Linked DNA regions of Mus musculus: region 1 is linked to region 2. A link is a contact called in public HiChIP or PLAC-seq data. All regions are on one chromosome and are shown on one strand. The core of a region is the stretch at or near the end of the contact, and the rest is flanking DNA. Distances in the headings are between cores, read along the strand shown.

Region 1 (2,849 bases), core at 276-2,775, 1.1 Mb after region 2:
GCCTATTGAATCTGAACTCGAGTTTGATTTAACAAAACCTCTTGTGACTCTTAAGCTCATTAACGTTCAATGTAATTAGGCTAAACTAGCCTTTTCAGCATTCTCAGCCTGTTTTCCTGAAATTCTACTCTTGCTGTGCTTAAAAAATATGTATACACACAAAACCAAAATTAATCCGTAAGTATTTTGGTGATATTATTCTAATGTGTATTCTAATTATTCTATTATTCTAATGTGTATTCTAATGTATAATTACACCTTAGGGCGTTTGCTGACCTACTATTGGCCTTTGGATTAACGTTCAATTAGTTAAATCAGTTACTTCTAATTATAACTATGTTTCATATATTTCCTTGAGGACACAAACTGTATTTTATTAAATATTTGTGCTCACACAGTTCCTTGTATGTAAATGCTCGATAAACTGAAAGTTGGACCATGTCTAAAAGATGGAATGAATGCATAGAAATCTAGATGGTAGATTTCTTAAAGACAAGGACAGTCAGGATCTTAGTCATTTTAAAATTAAGAATACTAAAAAAAAAAGTATTAGTAATTGTTGTTGGTTAATTTGTATGTGAAAGGAGACTAATACCAGGATATGATTGTAGATTCTAGAACAGCAGTTCCCAAGAACCACCCTTTCACAGGACTTGCTTAAGACCATTGAAAAAGGGCTGGAGAGATGGCTCAGTGGTCAAGAGCACTAACTGCTCTTCCAGAGGTCCTGAGTTCAATTCCCAGCAACCACATGGTGACTCAAAACCATCTATAACCATATGACAGTGTACTCATATACATTAAATAAATAAACTCTTAAAAAAGACTTCCTTTAAAAAAAGACCATTGAAAAACACATATATTTATATGTGTTTCATAACAATAGCAACATTACAGTTATGAAGAAGCTGCAAAAAAATTATGATTAGGGTTCACCACAACATGAGGAACTGTATTAAAGTGTGGCTGCATTAGGAAGATTGAGAACCACTGCTGTATAAAGCCTAGAGAATAGAAACAGTCGCAAAGGAAACAAGCGTGCAACTTCATGAATTGCTTCTTACCTCAGCCAACTATCAAAACATCCTGCCAATTGGTGTAAATTGAATTCTGCAATTTAAATACATCGCTTAAGTGCAACAGCTAGTATCAGAGCCCATAATTTTGGGGTGTAACCAGCAGCAATTGTGTTCACAGGCGTGTTCTGCAGAGATTGACTGGTGGAAGAGTTAAGAATCTCTATAATACAGAGTCTATATAGTAAATTTCAACACACACACACACACACACACACACACACACACACACACACACACACCACCTCGTTCTCGGTTCTTTTTTGCACATCTGAAACTTTGTGGCTGCGGAAGAACAAGCTTTTGTTCTGTGTTTTCGATCAGACTGGGTAGGAACAATGAAATCTACTTCCCGGCCCTGGTCTCTTTCCGCCCTCGGAACGCATGTGCGAGGTCTTTCAGATGCGGAGGGGACCAGAGAGGGACGGACGCACGGCCCAGCAGTTGCCTGGCAACGCCCGCTGGAGGAGTCCCGCCGAAAAAAGGTCCGGGAGAAGTGTCAGCGGCCAGGAGTGGGACCCTGCAGCGCATTCTTTCCTTGCCGGCGGCCGTCCCCGCGGCTGGCGGGTTAGGGCAGGGGAAATGTTGCAGGAGGAGTCGGACCTGTCCCTCATCATTGCCCAGATCGTCCAGAAACTCAAGGGCTCCAATTTGTATGCTCAGCTGGAACGGCAGGCCTGGGTAAGCGGGGCTGATGGGAAGCTATGGAGACCGGCAGGCCGCAGGATGACCTGCCTGCTACACTGCCTTCACCCAGGCCAGAGCTTTTTGCTCTCTCCACCCCTTTCTGCTGTTTTAAACCCCTCCCTGAGCCTTGCACCTTGTTTGCTCAGACCCAGGAGTGAGGCAATTGTATTTTTTTAAAGATGGGTGGGGCTCATCACGCCCTTCTTCAGGCCAGAGAATGGCCAAGGCTTCTCCCGTTTATTCTTGTAGTCGTTTAAGGGACCTATTTTTTATTTTTTAGATGTTGGACTCACGAGCAGCATGCCTTCCTTCTTTTTTACTTTCTCGTGGATGGATTGGGATCCCATGTGCTTTATTCTAATGTGTCACTTTGTTGCACTTTGCTCTCCCTACAGTGATTTTTTTTTTAATGTGCCCACCTAGCGTTTATTGAATTCATTTAAACAGACTCGGCCCTGCGAGTAGACAGAATAACCAGTAGAGCTTTACTGTATGAGAATGTAGTGTGAATGGAATCCTACAGTACCAAAACTTTTGTGGATGCTTCTGTCCCCGTTAGGATTTTGAGATCCATCCAAACTTGGTATTTTAGTACTTCTGTTCCCATTAGTTTCTCTAGTTAGTACTTACCTGGTGGATATTTAGGTTGTTTAGAGATTATGGATAATGCCAATATGTATATTCTGTGACTTTATCTTTATCCCATGGATTGTCCAGAAAATGTATTGTTTAGTTTTCAAATTTGGGGAGATCTTTCCAGTTTCTTCCTTTTGTTGATTTCAAGTTTAACTCCAGGATGGATAAAATTTATATTATGTTAATTCTTTAAATTTTGTTGGAGTATTTTTTTATTTTTAAGATTCGTAATTTGTTTTCTCTTGTTGAACATCCTTTGTGTACTTAGTAAACATCTTTTTTTTTTTTATAATTTAGAAATGTCAGTTAAGTAGGTTGAAAGTTTTGTTTAAGTGTATCTTTACTGAGTGTGGTATGTGATGATTAATCTTGTTTGTTGACTTAAAACACCTGAGAAGAGGAAACCTTAATTGAGAAATTGATCTCCTAAGCTGCCTCTGTGGACATATG
Region 2 (2,700 bases), core at 113-2,612:
TTTAAGGCCAGCCAGGATGGCCAGGGCAACTCAGAGAAATCCCATCTTAGAAAAAAAGCAAAAACAAACAAAGAAACAAAAAGCCACTGAACTATAGAATCTATGTTCTTCATAAAACTGCACATAGAACATTTGTCCCATCCAAAAAACAACAACAATAAAGAAGGATGAAACAAACAAGATAAAAATTTCAAAATAGTAGGTGGATGGCATTACTCACAGTGGATGGGGTTCTTTCATATCAAACATTAATCAAGAAATTCCCCAAAGATATGCTCACAAACTATTCTGATGGAGCCAGTTCCTCAATGGAGTGTCCTTCTCCCCAAGAGAGTCTTTTGTATCAAGTGGACAAAAACTAACCAGCACAGTACTTAAATTTGAAAATTAATACATTTCAAAGTAGTAGATCAAAGAGGAAAATCCTAAAAGTAATTATAAACTATTATCAGCTGAGTCAAAAGTGAAGCACACTACATCAAAAACAGTGGAACCGCAGCTAAAGCAAAGCTCTGAAGGCAACTCAGCTCTAAAGGCATTATGTTTAAAAGGTAGGAACCTCCTCGATTTTTTTTTTTTTTTTTTTTTTTTGTTTTTTGTTTTTTTCGAGACAGGGTTTCTTTGTGTAGCTCTGGCTGTCCTGGAACTCACTATGTAGACCAGGCTGGCCTGGAACTCAGAAATCTGCCTGTCTCTGCCTCCCGAGTGTTGGGATTAAAGGCGTGCGCCACCACGCCCGGGTCTTCCTCGATGTTTTAATCTTTACTAAACAACTAGGAAAAGAAAAGTGAAACAGATGAGTAGTAAGAAGCAAAATAAAAATAAAAAATAAAGTCAGCGAAGTAGGGAAAAAAATTAGCACAGCCGAAATACAGCCTTTGAAAGATTTCTAAGTGTTGACACACCTTAGTTTAACTTCAGTCAAAGCAAAAGAAATCTATAAATTACCACTATCAAGAATGTCTAAACATACACTCCCGTCTCGATTTTAGTAGCAAATAAATGCATATAATGCACAGATTATGATTACAAAACTATATATTTAACATATGGACTATAGTAATAGAAGTAGCTCCCAGCCTTCATGAACTTTTAGAGAAAAGTTAGTGAAATAAATGTATATTATGTATATAGTAATAAGAGAGGACTATTTAGGTTGGAAGGGATGCACCTCCCGCGGAAATGACGCTGGTCCTGGCTTTCTGCTGGATCCACTGCAATGGCTGGCAACGCTCTGGGAGTTGAGACACAGGTGGCCATCAATGCCCTACCCCGCCCCGCCCCGCCCCACCCTCGCTTGCCCCACCCCCTGTCCTTCTGCGCAGGCGTAAGGAAGGCGTCCCGGGGCTCGAGAGGCGGGGCGTGGCCGGCGGCTGGGCGTGGCCGGCGCGGGCTGGTGGACTGGTGAGGTGGCGTCGGTGGGAGCAGTCCCCCGCGGTTTGGCGTGATGCTGGGGTCCCAGTCCGGAGCCCGGCGGCTCTGAGCGCCGGAGCCGCCCCGGGACATCATGGCGGAGGCCTGCGAGCCCACCCGCCCCTCGGAGGACGAGGACGAGGAGCGGGAGCCGCTGCTGCCTCGCGTTGCCTGGGCCCAGCCGCGGAGGGTCGCGCCCGGGAGCGCCGTGAGAATGCAGGCGGACGAGGGCGCGGATGTCCTCCGCGAGCCCGCTACCGACGAGCCGCCGGCGGTGTCCGGGGAAGGGTCGATCTCCGCGAGCTTGTCCACCGAGCTGGATCGGACCCGCACTACGAGCTCAGGTGCGACCCATGCGCGCGCGCAACCCGCCCTTCCCTGCCTCAGTTTCCTCTCACCTTTCCCTCTGTGGCAGGAGAACGGGGACCACTAAAATCTCACTCTGTAGGCTTCCCCAAAGAGTCAGTCCAAGTGGGAACCCAACACTGAGGGAAACTTCATCCAGGACTGTGACGTAAGTTGTTTGTTCAAGTTTGGACTTAAGTTCTGAATTAAGAACGCACAACGATCCAGAAAGTTCTCGTCGGAGTCATGAGTTTACAGGGCGGATGATAAGCCGAGAGATAATAGGAAGGGATGACCATTTGCCGCTGGGACAAGTTTCAAAACTTTCTATTAAATGTTGCTATTGTGACGTTAGCCAGAGGGGGCGGAGGCGGGCGAACTCCTGCCGCCAGCTCTCTGCAAAGTATATTTGCGCGCTTAAAAAGAAAAACACCTTTTCATTATCTCCTGGGCTGATTTTAAGTGGACCTTTGAAAGAGAGGCTAACTAACAATGTTTAAACTAAAAATTAAGGCATGCTATTGCAGGCCTGGGTGTCTGTGTGGTGAGTTTGGACCGGTGGAGTGGAGTGTGGCTGAAATGGAGTAGATTTGTATGAGATCCATCTGGAGTCTAGACTGGCTTTTTTTTTTTTTTTTTTTTTCCCTTTTTCTCCTACTTGATGATGATAGGATGGATCCAAAGAAGTATCATATGCACTATTCCACGAGCATCATTCCATATGACTCCTTGTGGAAAAGCCACAGGGAAGGTAGTTGTTATTAATACTGCATTTCTTAGAAGTTAAGTTTATTTGACCTACCAGTGTGCTAATGTGACTTGAAATGATTTGAACAGGGCAAGTCAAGAGTTCTAACAACTTTTATTCAAACACAAATCCTCTAAATAAGAGACCTAAAGGAAGTCGTCTCTGAAACACATTAACTACATAGGGGTCTGCCC

Evidence for each region. HiChIP or PLAC-seq counts read pairs in DNA pulled down with a chosen protein or histone mark.
Region 1: a contact with region 2 is called in an HNF4G HiChIP or PLAC-seq map of pancreatic cancer cells. The contact joins the promoter of Tbc1d19 here to the promoter of Pi4k2b in region 2.

The regions. Positions count from the first base shown.
Region 1 is chr5:53,808,102-53,810,950 of GRCm38.p6, forward strand. Tbc1d19 (TBC1 domain family, member 19) reads left to right here and starts at 1,526. Exons shown (of 21, transcript NM_144517.4): 1 at 1,526-1,757. The coding sequence starts at 1,659.
Region 2 is chr5:52,740,212-52,742,911 of GRCm38.p6, forward strand. It overlaps Pi4k2b (phosphatidylinositol 4-kinase type 2 beta), which reads left to right and starts at 1,363. Exons shown (of 10, transcript NM_025951.3): 1 at 1,363-1,757. The coding sequence starts at 1,508.